Linked DNA regions of Mus musculus: region 1 is linked to region 2. The links are chromatin contacts, called in public promoter capture Hi-C maps. All regions are on one chromosome and are shown on one strand. The core of a region is the stretch at or near the end of the contact, and the rest is flanking DNA. Distances in the headings are between cores, read along the strand shown. Region 1 holds the start of Il1b (interleukin 1 beta). Region 2 holds the start of Zc3h8 (zinc finger CCCH type containing 8).

Region 1 (7,416 bases), core at 4,088-6,587, 430 kb before region 2:
TCTGCAGGCACTGCACATACGTGGTGCACATACACGCATTCAAGCAACCTATACACATAATAAAACTTTTTTTTAAATTAAAAAATAAGTAATTATAAAACAAACAAGGAAATTTTCATTAAGACCATAGCGCCTAACCCTAAATCCCTAAATCCATTAAGATTAAAAAAATAAAAATAAAAATGAAAAAGGAGAGCCAGAACTATACACACAACATAATTATCATTTCTGATAAACTCCAGAAAGGACCATGGAAAATATCTTAATTAGGGTTACTGCCACTATAATGAAACACCATGACCAAAGAAATTTGGGGAAGAAAGGGTTTATTCAGCATACACTTTCACGTTACTGATCGTCTTTTGAGAAAGTCAGGGCAGGAACACAATCAGGGCAGGGACATGGAAGCAGGAGCTGATACAAAGACCATGGAAGATTGCTGCTTACTGGCTTGCTTCCCTTGGCTTGCTCAGCCTGTTTTCTTATAGAACCCAGAACCACCAGCCCAGGGATGGTACCATCCACAGTGAGCTGGGCCCTCTCTTATTAATCACCAATTAATAAAACGCCCTACAAGTCTACCTACAGCCAGATCTTACAGAGGCATTTTCTCAATTGAGTCTCCCTCCTCTCTGATGACTGTAACTGTGTCATTGACATAAAACTAATCAGTACAACTGACCCCTTGCCAACTTGACACACAAACACACCACTTTCCTTTTTTTAAGATTTATTTATTTATATATTTTATGTATATGGGTGTTTTTGTCTGCATGTACTCCTACACACTAGAAGAGTTTATTAAATCCCATGGGACTACTGTTACAGATACTGTTAGCCACCATGTGGGTGCTGGGACTTGAACTCAGGACCTCTGGATAAGCAGCCAGTGCTCTAAATTGCTGAGCTCAAGGCCCAACTTATCACTTTTTAATTAGAACCTTTCTTTTCTCATTTATCCCCAAGATGTTATGTTAATATTTATATCACAATATAAAACATTAACAACTTAAAGGTCCCACAATCCTCACAAATTCAAATACATTAAAAGTTCTCTCTCTTTAAAATAATCAATCTCTTTTAAAATTCAGTCTCTCAACTTTGGACTTCTGTAAAATCAAAAATAAATTATATTTCAAGAGAGAAGAACTAGGTCAAAATCGCAATCAAAGCAAAGCAAAACCAAACTCCAAAAATGTAAATAGTGCATGTTCCAACGTCAAAGATGCACTCAAGATCTTCTGGGATCCTCTAAGGGGCTTGAGTTACTTCTGCAGCTCAGCCCTTTGTAGCACAAACAGCTTGTCTTTTAGGATTTGGCTGGCTCCACTCCACTGCTGCTGCTGTTCTTGATGGTCATCCCATGGTACTTGCATCTCCAAAATGCTGGGGTCTTCTGCTGCAACTGGGCTGGACTTATACCAGTACTCTCCTGGGCTCTCTTCATGGTGACAAGCCTCAACTTCTCTGTATGACCCTTTCAATCCTGGGCCTTCAGCTGCCACTGAGGCTGTATTGTCAGTGCCAAGACTCAGCTGCTCTTCCATGAACCAGTGTCACCTGGGTGGCTCTTCCACAGGACCAAATTTGGCTGCCAGTGGAGAAATACAACTTTGGCCATCTCTGGAAAACAGCTTCTGTGTGCTCTCAGAAAACACTTCCCAGAAGATTTCACCTCAATAATGCTGGACTTTTCTTAGTCACTGCTAATTTCTCAGCTCCAGCTCACCAGCACTGAGTATCTAAGCAAAGCAAAGGTTTCATTTTTAGTGGTTCTGGAATCTTGTTTATCGATGCCTATTCTTCAGCCCCAGCTAATGAGATATTATGTTATCACGGAATCTTAATTCAATATAACAAATGGCCCTGAAGAAGTCTTTAAGCTTCCTTCTGAAGCTTCACAAGTCAGGCCTCCATCTTTGTGTTGCCCTCAACGTCCCTATCTTCCAAGTTCCTAGGAACAGCTCACCAAGAATTGACCACTCTATGGGTTTTCTTGTACAAAGTCCTTCCAAAACAATATGCTCAGGTCTGTCACAGTCATGTCACAGTAAATCTTGGTGCCAATTCATTTTCATTTAGGTTACTATTACTATAATGAAACTCCATGATCAAAGCAACTTGGGGAGGAAAGGATGTATTCTGCTTACATTTCCACATCACAGTTTATCATCAAAGGAAGTCAGGACAGGAACTCAAGCAAGGCAGGAACCTGGAACCAGGAGCTGATGCAGCGATCATGGAGGGATGCTGCTCACTGGCTTGCTCCTCATGGCTTGTCAACCTACTTTCTTATAGAACCCAGGACCACCAGCCCAGGGATGGCACCACCCACAACAGGCTGATTTCTCCCCAAGTAAATACCAATTAATAAAATTTCCTACAGGCTTGCCTACAGACAGATCTTTTGGATGTATTTTGTCAGTTAAGGCTCCCTTCTCTCTGATGATTCTAGCTTGTGTCTAGTTGACATAAAACTAACCAGGACAGAAAAGATGAGAGGGAAAGAACAGACCCCTAAGGCCTGTGCTAAGTCGTCAACTTAAGGAATAAGACAAGGTCTGGAGAAAGTAATGAGGACAGTCATTGCTTAGCTCTGTTCTGAGCAAGAGGATAAGTAAAGAAGATGTAGAACACATACATCAACTGGGCCTGGGAGCTCGTGCCTGTAATCTCAGTCCTTGGGAGACAAATGCAGGAGAATTGTCATGTACTTGAAGCCAGTCTGGGCTGCACAGTAGTCATGGTTATCACAGCAATAGAAAGTAAGTAAAACAGGTAGCAAGGCACTTTCAGCTTTGAAGAAATGCCTGCCTCCATCTTGGAGGAATGAGATGTCAGAACAGAGGGAACCTTACAGCTTAAAAGTGCTGAGTGAGTCAAGAGCTGAAAAGTTCCCCAAAAGCTAGAGTGCCCGTCACCATCCTGGCTTTGCCGACTTCCTCTTTTGCTTTGTTCATTTCCTTTGCCAACATCATCATCAGTATCGTCATCACTATGCCACACCCCCAGCATAACAATTTCTATAGTGAGTTATTTCTTCTACTCATTGGGGACCAAAAAGGAAGTGTGGTCTGAGAGACAGGGTTTGATATACATGTTGTGCAACTTGCCTGCTCTATAACGACAAGGGGAGGAAATTTGGAGCCCAAGTCACAGGGCCAGGATGAGGTTTGATAGAACAATAGAGTACCAGAGGCATTGCCCAGTAGTTCCAAAATCTCCCTCTAGAAGCAAAAGAATCATCAACCAGATCATTGCCTCCTCCCAGACAAACCTCCTCCCATCTCTTCATCTCTTACTCACGATTAAATGGCCATTCGTCTTCATGCATGTGCCTTCCTCCAAATCCTCCCAGACAACCACTCCTCTCAGGCATCAGCTCAAGGGTTTAGGAGTGTTATAACTAGCAGATGGTGAAGAAGATTCTGTAACTAGACTGAGCTCAAGGCTCCTGAAAAATCATCCAGGGAGAAGGGACTTGGAGCTGACACTCAGGCCCCTAGTTACCCTTCTCTGTCCCCTGGTTTTCACCATCCCTGGTTCAACTCACATCAGCAGACCAAAGGAGTCTCCAATAATCTCTGTCAGGACAGCCCATAAAATCATCAGACCTTCCAGCCCTGCACACAGGCTCTGAGGAAGGTGTTAGTCCCTCCAGGCATAGTTTGAAATGTGGACCCTGTGAAGGCAGAACAGAAAAATGAACCAGATGGCCCAGACAGGACCTCTGGATTGTCTGCAGAACTAGATAATACATCTTATAAGACCTTAGTGCTGAGAACTGACCATTGCTCACCAAACTCAAAAGCAACTGAGACCCTGAACCATCTTCAGATTTCAAATCAAACATATAGCTGGTCAAAGGCAGGATTCTTCTGTTTGCCTTCCTGAAATCGAGATGCTGTGAACCAAATTAGGCAAAAGAAGGCTGCCTAGTAAGTAAACCTTGTTTCATAGTAGAGCCTTGTCTATTCCTCCTTCCAATTCTGTCTGTCTATTTCCCTTCAGTGCTGCAGAATAAGCTCAGTAACCAAAACATACTAGGTACAAACTCATCTGAATGAACACATTGCCAAATTCCTACTCACCCGGGCTAGCTCCTACTGCCTGCATCCATCTGCCAGGCACTGTGGAGACCTGGCTCTAATGGAGTCCACAGACTCTCTGAGGGCTCAGCAAAGGAGTTAGGTTTCCACTGAGGATTCTACTATACTGTAGATGTGCCCAAGAGACTGTATGCAGCATTCATATGGCCTGGTTGCTCATTCCATCCAAGCAAGAAGAGCTCCCCTGGGTAGGCTCCCTGGGCTCTCTGAGTTAGCAGTCTAGTGATGCTTGATATGGCCAAGAGACTTGGTCTCCCCAGATCTTATAGAAACAAGAATTTTCCAAAACAATTTTTTAGGCAAAGACTATCTCTTCACTTTTTAAGATGGACTGTGCTCATGAACAGGCAGATGCCTCGTTCACCACCTTTGCACTGTGCAACTTAATTCAGGCTCATTCTGCTGATCACCTAGCACTGATATGGTTTCAACATGAGACTGGCTATGGTATTATAAGTACCCTGGCAGGGCAGGAAAGCAGGAGTGGGTGGGTGAGTGGGGGAGCATCCTCATAGAGGCAGGGGAGGGGGAGAGGATAGGGGGTTTCCGGAGGGGAGACCTGGAAAAGGGATAACATTTGAAATGTAAATAAAGAAAATATCCAATAAAAGAAAAAAATAAGCACCCTGGCATTATCAGACTGCATAGGCTTGCTTCCAGAGTTCCCTGACCCTATGATAAGTCTACACTGATACCTGCATACTGTGTGTGCCCTGACCCACACAAGGAAGTGCGTGTCTCTCCAGAAGCCCCTGCTAACACAGTTGATGGAGAGCACAGAAGCACCATCCAGTTACCAAACTCCAACTGCAAAGCTCCCTCAGCTTAAGCACAAGGAGGCGAGAGAGGTGACACACTTCTGGGTGTGCATCTACGTGCCTACCTTTGTTCCGCACATCCTGACTTAAAATGTACAGCTAACCCAGGAAAACCCAATATTTTTAATATTGACACCATCTGCACAATTGTCCAGGGGGAAATAATGCCCATTTCCACCACGATGACACACTTGCGAATGTGTCACTATCTGCCACCCCTTGACTTCCAGGGATTAGAAATTATTTCAGGGTAGCAATAGCCTCTTCCCCTAAGAATTCCCATCAAGCTTCTCCCCCCTCCCCCACCCTTCAGTTTTGTTGTGAAATCAGTTAACCCAAGGGAAAATTTCACAGCTCTTCACTTCTGCTTTTTAGGACTATAAAACAAGGGAGGGAAAACAAGTTGGACAACAAACCCTGCAGTGGTTCGAGGCCTAATAGGCTCATCTGGGATCCTCTCCAGCCAAGCTTCCTTGTGCAAGTAAGTCTCTCTCTCTCTCTGTCTCTCTCTCTCTCTGTCTCTCTCTATCTCTCTCTCTCTGTCTCTCTCTCTCTGTCTCTGTCTGTCTCTCTCTCTGTCTCTGTCTGTCTATCTCTCTCTCTCTCTGTCTGTCTCTGTCTCTCTCTGTCTGTCTCTCTCTGTCTCTCTGTCTCTCTCTCTGTCTCTCTCTGTCTCTCTCTCTCTCTCTCTTTCCCCCCCCCCCACTGATGGACTTTGGGCTTTTTATTTATAAAAAGTAGCTGTACCTCCATGGTTTGTGAAGTACTCTGGAAATGAGTACTGTCTGTATAGCCGCTGACATCTAAAAGGCAGCTCCTGTCTTGTAGGAAAGCTTCTTTATTAGGGTTTGGCTCTGCTGTTGCTTCCTTCCAGAGCATCTTCCTAATGCTGTTCCCCATGTTGTAGTGACCCCCCACACACCCTAAAATTATTTTCATTGCTACTTCATAACTATAATTTTGCTACTGTTATGAAGTGTAAATATCTGTGTTATCCAATGGTCTTAGGTGACCCCTGTGAAAGGGCCACTTGACTCCAAAAGGGCCACTGTTCTAGACCTATACAACGGCTCCTCCGTTCCTTCATTCCTCAGAGACCAGTTTAGCATGCCTGCCCTGAACTAGAGCTAAGAGAAACACATATGAAGGACGCCCCTCGGGGAGCTAACGCTGGATGCCCACCCACTTTCTTTCTTCACACAGGTGTCTGAAGCAGCTATGGCAACTGTTCCTGAACTCAACTGTGAAATGCCACCTTTTGACAGGTCAGTGGGTACTGGAGAGTGGTCACATATCCAGCACTCTGCTTTCAGGAATGGAGGGCTATCTACTTTCAGAGGCCAGAGAGTCCCCAACTCATCTCCTTCAGTGGCTATCAGAGTTCAAGCAACCTAGCTTAAAGACTGACCTCTTCACTCCCAAGCCCAACCTAGGGACTTAGGTGCTGTCACTACAGGGACTCCTACAGATGCAATGGTAAGAAAAACTTCCACATGGACAGGATAAGAGACTCTTTTGCAAAGTCTGGCTTGGAAGCAAAGGCAGAGAGCTCAGACTTTAGCTAACTCTGCTAGTCTAGAATTTAGGTGTCAGAAGTCAACAGAGAGCAACCAGAGCACCCACTTACCTGGCCCAGAATCTGCTTCTAGACTGTTACTTACGTAGCACTGTAGAACTTCCCAGAAGTCTTTGGGAAGCTTTAAGAGTCATGGTAGGTGTGGTTTTATGAACAATGGAAGTCTGTCTGCTCAGTATTGATAAGGAGCTATCACTTGACCACATCTGTTTTCATTACAGTGATGAGAATGACCTGTTCTTTGAAGTTGACGGACCCCAAAAGATGAAGGTGAGACTCTGAGCTTGGCTCCTAACCTGTGGAGGGACTGTGGCATGGGAAAAAAAAACCCAAACGGGAAGGGATATGGGACTGCCTTGCTCCCAGGCTATTTTGTGATGGGATTATTTTGCCTCTTTCAGTGACATAGATAAGGCAACCCACACACTGACCTGGCTCCCACACAGGTTTCATTTACCACAGCCACACACCAAGGCTTGCTGATGGCAATCATGGTGTTTTATGCTAAGAAGACAGTATGGTCTTCAACATACATTTAGTCCCCCCTTGAGAGAGATGGAGCTTAATCTGACCACTTAAATCGAACTCTGGATCTAGAGAGCATGACCTTCAGAATTAGCATCTCTTCCTTCTCTGCCAAAGAACAGTTTCGCATGTTCCTGGGGAGATTAAGATAATAAGAAATAAGTGATATAAACAAAAAGTTAGTTAGGATTTTTAAAAATAACCTGTGGCCTTAGACAAGACCTTTCATTGCTGTGTGATCATAGACAGTCCCCACTGTGTCCTTTGGGAAACACAGGTCAGAAGATCTCTGAAATGTTGGCGATCTGTCACAACCTTCCATTCTGAAGTGTTTTAAGTGCTGGCCAAGTCCATCCTAGCACAAGGGCACTTTCCAGACTTGCTCTCA
Region 2 (6,312 bases), core at 3,464-5,963:
TGTTGTAAATTGACATGCTTCACTGATTCTGGCAAAGTTTTAGACTTTTTGGAAAGATATTTGTCTTTTATTTTTGAAATTCCCAATCTTTCTCTTCTCAGCCTATGATTTTCTTGTTTGTTTGTTTTAGATTTATTTTGTTTGTTTTATGTAAGTACGCTGTTGCTCTCTTCAGACACACCAGAAGTGGGAATCGGATCCCATTACAGATGGTTGTGAGCCATCATGTGGTTGCTAGTAATTGAACTCTGGACTTTTAGAAGATCAGTCATTGCTCTTAACCTCTGAGCCATCTCTCCAGCCCCTCAGCTTGTGATTTTCGATGTCTGGAGCAAGTACTACTGCCATCTAGTGGTAGAAACAGCTTAATGTCTGTTAATTGTAATGCAGAACTGTCCTCCACAGCAAATAGTCCAATCCCAATGACAGTTGTGCTGAAGTTGAAAAGACCACTCTAAAATCTGTAGATGGGAGAAGGAAAATCAATTGTTTTCTGGGGCATCACAAGGGCCCATGAAAAGCGTCAACTCCTATTTATACCCCAGACTCCCACAACAGTGAGAAATGCGGCAAGATTTGTTGGCAATTGCAGGGAACCTCACGACAGAACCTGGCAAACCCTGGGACAAAGTCTTCAAGAGGTTGTCAACCCTCTCATCATGCCAGGCACTTCCTTTTCTCTCATTTTGTAAAATGTCATAAAACTTGACATTTGAACCACACAAGTCAGTGTCATTAGTCACACTCAGACTATTGTGTGCCAGTCACTAGTACTGGTTTCCAGACTTTTCCATCACCCAGACAGAAACTGTCCCACTCTTCAGCATCTGGTATGCCCATTTTACTATCTCTAAAGATCAGAAATTATAGACATCTGCCCTTTTGAGTATGTTTACTTCATTTATTGTACTGGTTAATTTGAGTATGTGTGTGATGGTTTGAGACAGGGTTTCATGTAGCTCAGGTTGATTGTTCTCTCTCTCTCTCTCTGATTTATTTTATGTGTACAGATGTTTTGATTGAATGTGTATTTGTGCACCACATTTACACCCAGTGCCCTCAGAAGTCAGAAGTCAGAAAGGGCATCGGATACCCCAGAATCCAGAGTACAGAAGCTTGTGAGCCACCATGTGGATGCTGGGAATCCAACCTAAGTCCTCTGGAAGAGCAGCCAGCTCTTTGGGATAAATCTACTACATATATATGTGCCCTTTTATAATTATTTGAGAATACTAATATCTTATGCATTTGCATGTCATCTTTTTTGCCCTGCCCAATCTGATTTCCGGTGTCTGCATATCTTTCACTCTATTATGAGCATTTATTTTTATTTTTTATTTTTACTTTTTTGAGAGGTCTCTCTACATAGCCCTGGAACTCACTAAGTGTAAACTCCTGAGACACACGAGTGGCCAGGCCCCTCTTCTAAGCACCTCCAACTACCAGGTTCCACCCACACAACACTTCAACTGCTCTAACTGCTGGACCCAACGCCCGCCTGCCCTGCAGACTAAAAAGCCCAAGCGCTGGACTGGAAACCCCACCAATCTTCACCCTGGAAATCTCCATCCTGGGAAGCTCCTGCTCCCTCAATCCATAGAAACCCAATCTTCTGCTTAGATCTCTGCTGCTTCTCACCCATGCAGAGGCAGCAGCCTTCCCTGGGGTTTTCCCTCTCAAAAAAAAAAAAATCTCTTGTCTAAGGTTTGTTGTGCAGTGTGACTTTGTGGTGTTCCTTGGTTCTGGACTGCCAGGATATCTTTCCCCTCAGAGCTGCAACACTTTGGGAAAGCTTTCCCCCTCAAAGATGTAATATCTTCATCTGAAAGCTGCTAGAAGACTGGCTTCCATGCAGCTAGGACTAGGGTATTAAAGTTCACGCCCACAGAGACACATTTACTTCAATGAGGCCACACCTCCTAAGAGTGCCACTCCCTAGCCCAAGCATATATAAACCATCACATTCCACTTCCCCCATAGGTTTGTTCAAATATATGAGTCTATGGGGGCCATATCCATACATAGTATAATGTAAAATACATTTAGTTCAACTTCCAAGTCCCCATAGTCTATAGCAGTCTCAACAATGTTAAAAGTCCAAAGTTCAAGGTCTCTTCTGAGATTCATTCAATCACTTAACTATAATCCCCAAAGTAAGACAGGAAACTAGCTGGGCAAACTCCAAACTCTGCATCTCCATGTCTGATGCCAAAGCGGTCTTCAGATCTCCAACTCCTTTTTCATCTTTGTTGACAGCAATAAACTTCTTCTCCTGGGCTGCTTCCACTCCCTGTTAGCAGCTTTCCTCAGCAGAAAACCCATGGCTCTGGCATCTCCAACATCTTGAAGTCTCCAAGGCAACTTCAATGTTACAGCTTCTTGTTCCAATGTCTGGGATCCACACACGATCTTTTGGGCTCCTCCAAAGTGTTGGCCTCACTTCTCTAGCTCTGCCCTCTGTAGCACTCTCCAGCTTGATCCACTCCACTGTTGTTGCTGTTCTTGGTGATCATCCCATGGTACTGGCATCTCTAATACATTGAGGTCTCCTGCTGCAATGAGGCTTCATCAAGAGCCTCTCATAGGCTCTTCATGGTGCCAAACCTCAACTCCTTTGCATGACCCCTTCAGTCCTGGGCCATCAACTGCAACGGAAGCTGCACTATCACCAATGGCCTTCCACGGCCTCACAGTGCCAAGACTCAACTGTTTTTTCATGACACCTTCATGCCTTCAAAACCAGTACTACCTTGGTGACTCTTACACATTACCAAGTACAGCTGCAGCATGAGGTACAACCTTGGCTATCTCTGGAACACAGCTTCTTTGTGCTCTCAGAAAACACTACCTGGAAGATTTCACCTCAGTGATGCTGGTCTCTTCTTAATCAGCACTAATTTTTTAGTTCCAGCTAACTAGCATCAATTGTCCCAGTAATCCCTTCTATTCTGGACTCTAAAGCCAGAGCCACATGGCTGAAACTGCAGAGTTATGCTGCTTGCAGGAGCTGAAACATGACCCTCTTGTTCTATGACATTATCACCAGCTTTCTGTTTTCCAACTCCTTCACTGCCTAAGCTTGGCTGTCCTGGATCTTGCTCTGTAGACTGATCTTGAACTCAGAGATCTGTATGGTTCTGTCTCCTTTAATGCTGGGATTGAAGATATGTATCACCATGCCTGGACTTAAAACTTTTCTTCACCTAGAACCTGCTCTGTTCAAGGCTGGACATAAAGTCAGAGATCTGCTTGTCTTTGCCTCCTGGAATTAAAGACCTGTACTTTGCTGTGTGGATCTTGGCCTAAGGTCAACACTTCCTTAATTCAATTTAACCTCCTTGAACATAAGATTCAGTTCCATTTCACTTCCTGGTGCCCCTTTAATGTCAACCACATATTTTGTATTTTTCCTTTCAAAGCCTGCTACACTTATTCAAAAAAAAAAAAAAACCTCTTCATGAGATTTAACCAGAGAACAAAGTCTATGTTGGGCTTTTTTGAGACTTCCTTTGTCAATGCAATTAATATATATATTTACCTTAGCCCCACATAGACTCTCAGACAAGGGCAAAAAGCAGCCACATTCTTCACCAAAATACCACAAAAACAGTCTCTATGCCACAAACTGAAAATTCTTCTCTGAAACCTCTTGGGCCTGGTCTGCACAGTTATTCTCAGCAAGTCTTCCATATTCCTACTAGGATGGTCCATTAAGCCCCATTTAAAACATTCCACCGCTTTCCAAATCCAAAGTCCTGAAATCAACATTCTTCCAAACAAAAGCATGGTCAGACCTATCCCTGGTACCAGCTTCCATTTTTTTTTTTCTTGGTTTTTCGAGACAGGGTTTCTCTGTATAGCTCTGGCTGTCCTGGAACTCACTTTGTAGACCAGGCTGGCCTGGAACTCAGAAATCCACCTGCCTCTGCCTCCCAAGTGCTGGGATTAAAGGCGTGCGCCACCACGCCCGGCTACCAGCTTCCATTTTATTTAGGGTTTTACTGCTGTGAACAGACATCATGACCAAGGCAACTCTTATAAGGACAACATTTCATTGGGGCCGGCTTACAGATTCAAAGGTTCAGTCCATTATCATGAAGGAATGAGCATGGCATCATCCAGGTAGGCATGGTGCAGCAGGAACTGAGAGTTTTGCATCTTCATCTGCAGGTCTCTAAGACTGCACCCCCCCACCCCCCCACCCCCAAATAGTCTTAATACTTAGTACTTTCTATTGAATTTGCCTGCTTTAAATATATTTATGTGTTTACTCAGAAGAGATCGTCTAGGTTCCTTTTTGTGCAATTAATTTTGCTTGGTCACCTGTCAATTTTAAAGGGGCTGGAAGAGATATATGGCTCAATAGTTAAAACATAAAGGTCTTGCGTTCTGTTCCCAACACTCATGTCAGGTGGGTTACAATAACTGGCCTCCGCGGGCATCTGCACTCATTCTCTCTGTCTCTCTCTCGTACATATAAAAATAGCACAGCTTTCTAAAGAAGAATCCTAAAGATTATTTTAATTTTTTAACGACATTGTAGTGCTGCACTAAGGAACGAATCGGACATAAGTACAGAGAGTTGCGCGTGCGCAGCTCAGGCACCGAAAGCCTCCCCACCAACGGTGAGAACTGCGCATGCGTGGTAGGGCTGGCCAGGTCGCGCGGAGTCGCGCCCAAGCAACATGAGCGCGAGCGCGTGCGCGTGCGCTGGGCGGAGCGTGTGGCCCTTGGCGCGACTGTAGCCTCCGCTTCGCTGGTTGTTCAGTACCTGCTCGGCGTGGAGAGGAACGGTCCCTGTCTGAGTTATGGATTTTGAAAATCTCTTTTCAAAGCCCCCCAATCCGGCCCTCGGCAAAAAACCGGCCGCCGACCCTGAGGAAAGGTGATCCCCACGTTCTGGTCCTTTGCAGGGCACCGCTTGGGCTCCGCCCCCTCGCTCCTGGAAACCGGCGAGCCCTGGCTGGCGCGTGGGCCGGGACCGGAGCGGGGAGGTCGGAAGGGGAAGTGGGGTGGAAGTCAGAGTAGGGACTGCGGGCGAGGGCAGTGGCCGGGCGGCGGGAGGAGGCCCCAGCCTCTGAATCTGCCCCCAGGGGCCGGCTGCTCCCCTTGCACGTGCGCTTAACGTGTTTGCTGTCAGTCACCTCCGAGGTGGCTTTGCCGGCACCTCGAGAGTTGAAGGATACATAGACTGCTCTGCCAGTGATCCTGAACCAGAACTCCCAGAATAAAGCAGCAAGCATCATTTCGGCTTAGTTTTTCTGTTAATTTGGAAAAGCGTGTTGTTAATCTCGTACTTAGTCAGAGTGCGGGATTTCTGTGCAGATACCCACTCACTTTTTAGGTTTTTTTGGTTTTTGGTTTTTTTTTTTGGTTTTTTTTTTTTGGTTTTAATTTTTCGAGACAGGGTTTCTCTGTGTAGTCCTGGCTGTCCTGGAACTCACTCAGAAACCCGACTGACCCTGCCTCCCAAGTATGGGATTAAAGACATGTGCCACCACTGCCCGGCCCACTTTTTAGTTTTTTGAGTTGATAATGCCCTCAAACTCCATCTCTCCTAAATCCTTGTCTTCTATGTTCTCTCTTTCCTCAGTGGAACCCTTGACACATCCTTCACGAGTTTTTTTCCACCCTCATTAAGATAACATTACAGTGTTGGGCTGGGCCTATTAATCTCAGCATTTGAAAGGCAGGCAGATCTTGGGAGACTGGGACCAGCCTGGTCTAAATAGCAGGTTCCAAGCCAACCTCAGCTACATAGGGGAAACACTGTTTCAAGGGGAAAGGATATATGTATATGTTCACTGCTCAGTCTCAAATACCTTAGTGGAAACTGTTAGCCTAATTGGGCTACCATAGCTTTGCTGTGTAATTAATGTGAAACTTTTTTTAAAAAAGATTTATTTGTTTTATGTATGTGAGTACACTATAGCTGTACAGATGGTTGAGAGCCTTCATGTGGTTGTTGGGAATTGAATTTTTTTTAAGGACCTCTGCTCGCTCTGGTCAACCCCTCTCAATCCAGTTGGCCCTGCTCCATCAGTCCCTGCTTGCTCCGGTCCAAAGATTTATTTATTATTATACATAAGTACACTGTAGCTGACTTTAGACGTACCAGAAGAGGGCGTCAGATCTCTTTACGGGTGGTTATGAGCCACTATGTGGTTGCTGGGATTTGAACTCAGGACCTTTGGAAGAGCAGTCAGCGCTCTTACCTGCTGAGCCATCTCGCCAACCCTAATGTGAAACTAAAAGTTTCACATCAACCTTAAGAAGAAAGTGATGGTCTCACATTACAGATGAGAAAATTGA

The links. Promoter capture Hi-C pulls out the DNA fragments that hold promoters and counts their contacts.
Region 1: a promoter capture Hi-C map of the HPC-7 cell line shows a contact between it and region 2, with 4 times the contacts expected there. The contact joins the promoter of Il1b here to the promoter of Zc3h8 in region 2. A contact is called at or near these places in 12 of 39 promoter capture datasets (the 3T3-L1 cell line, 3T3-L1-derived adipocytes, the HPC-7 cell line and 7 more) and 1 of 115 datasets of contacts at active chromatin or transcription factors (large pre-B cells).

What each region holds. Positions count from the first base shown.
Region 1 is chr2:129,369,060-129,376,475 of GRCm38.p6, reverse strand. It overlaps Il1b (interleukin 1 beta), which reads left to right and starts at 5,337. Exons shown (of 7, transcript NM_008361.4): 1 at 5,337-5,408; 2 at 6,131-6,192; 3 at 6,725-6,773. The coding sequence starts at 6,146. Il1bos (interleukin 1 beta, opposite strand) reads right to left here and starts at 6,574. Exons shown (of 3, transcript NR_015474.1): 1 at 6,555-6,574; 2 at 3,307-3,682; 3 at 743-1,742.
Region 2 is chr2:128,942,421-128,948,732 of GRCm38.p6, reverse strand. Zc3h8 (zinc finger CCCH type containing 8) reads left to right here and starts at 4,713. Exons shown (of 9, transcript NM_020594.2): 1 at 4,713-4,885. The coding sequence starts at 4,809.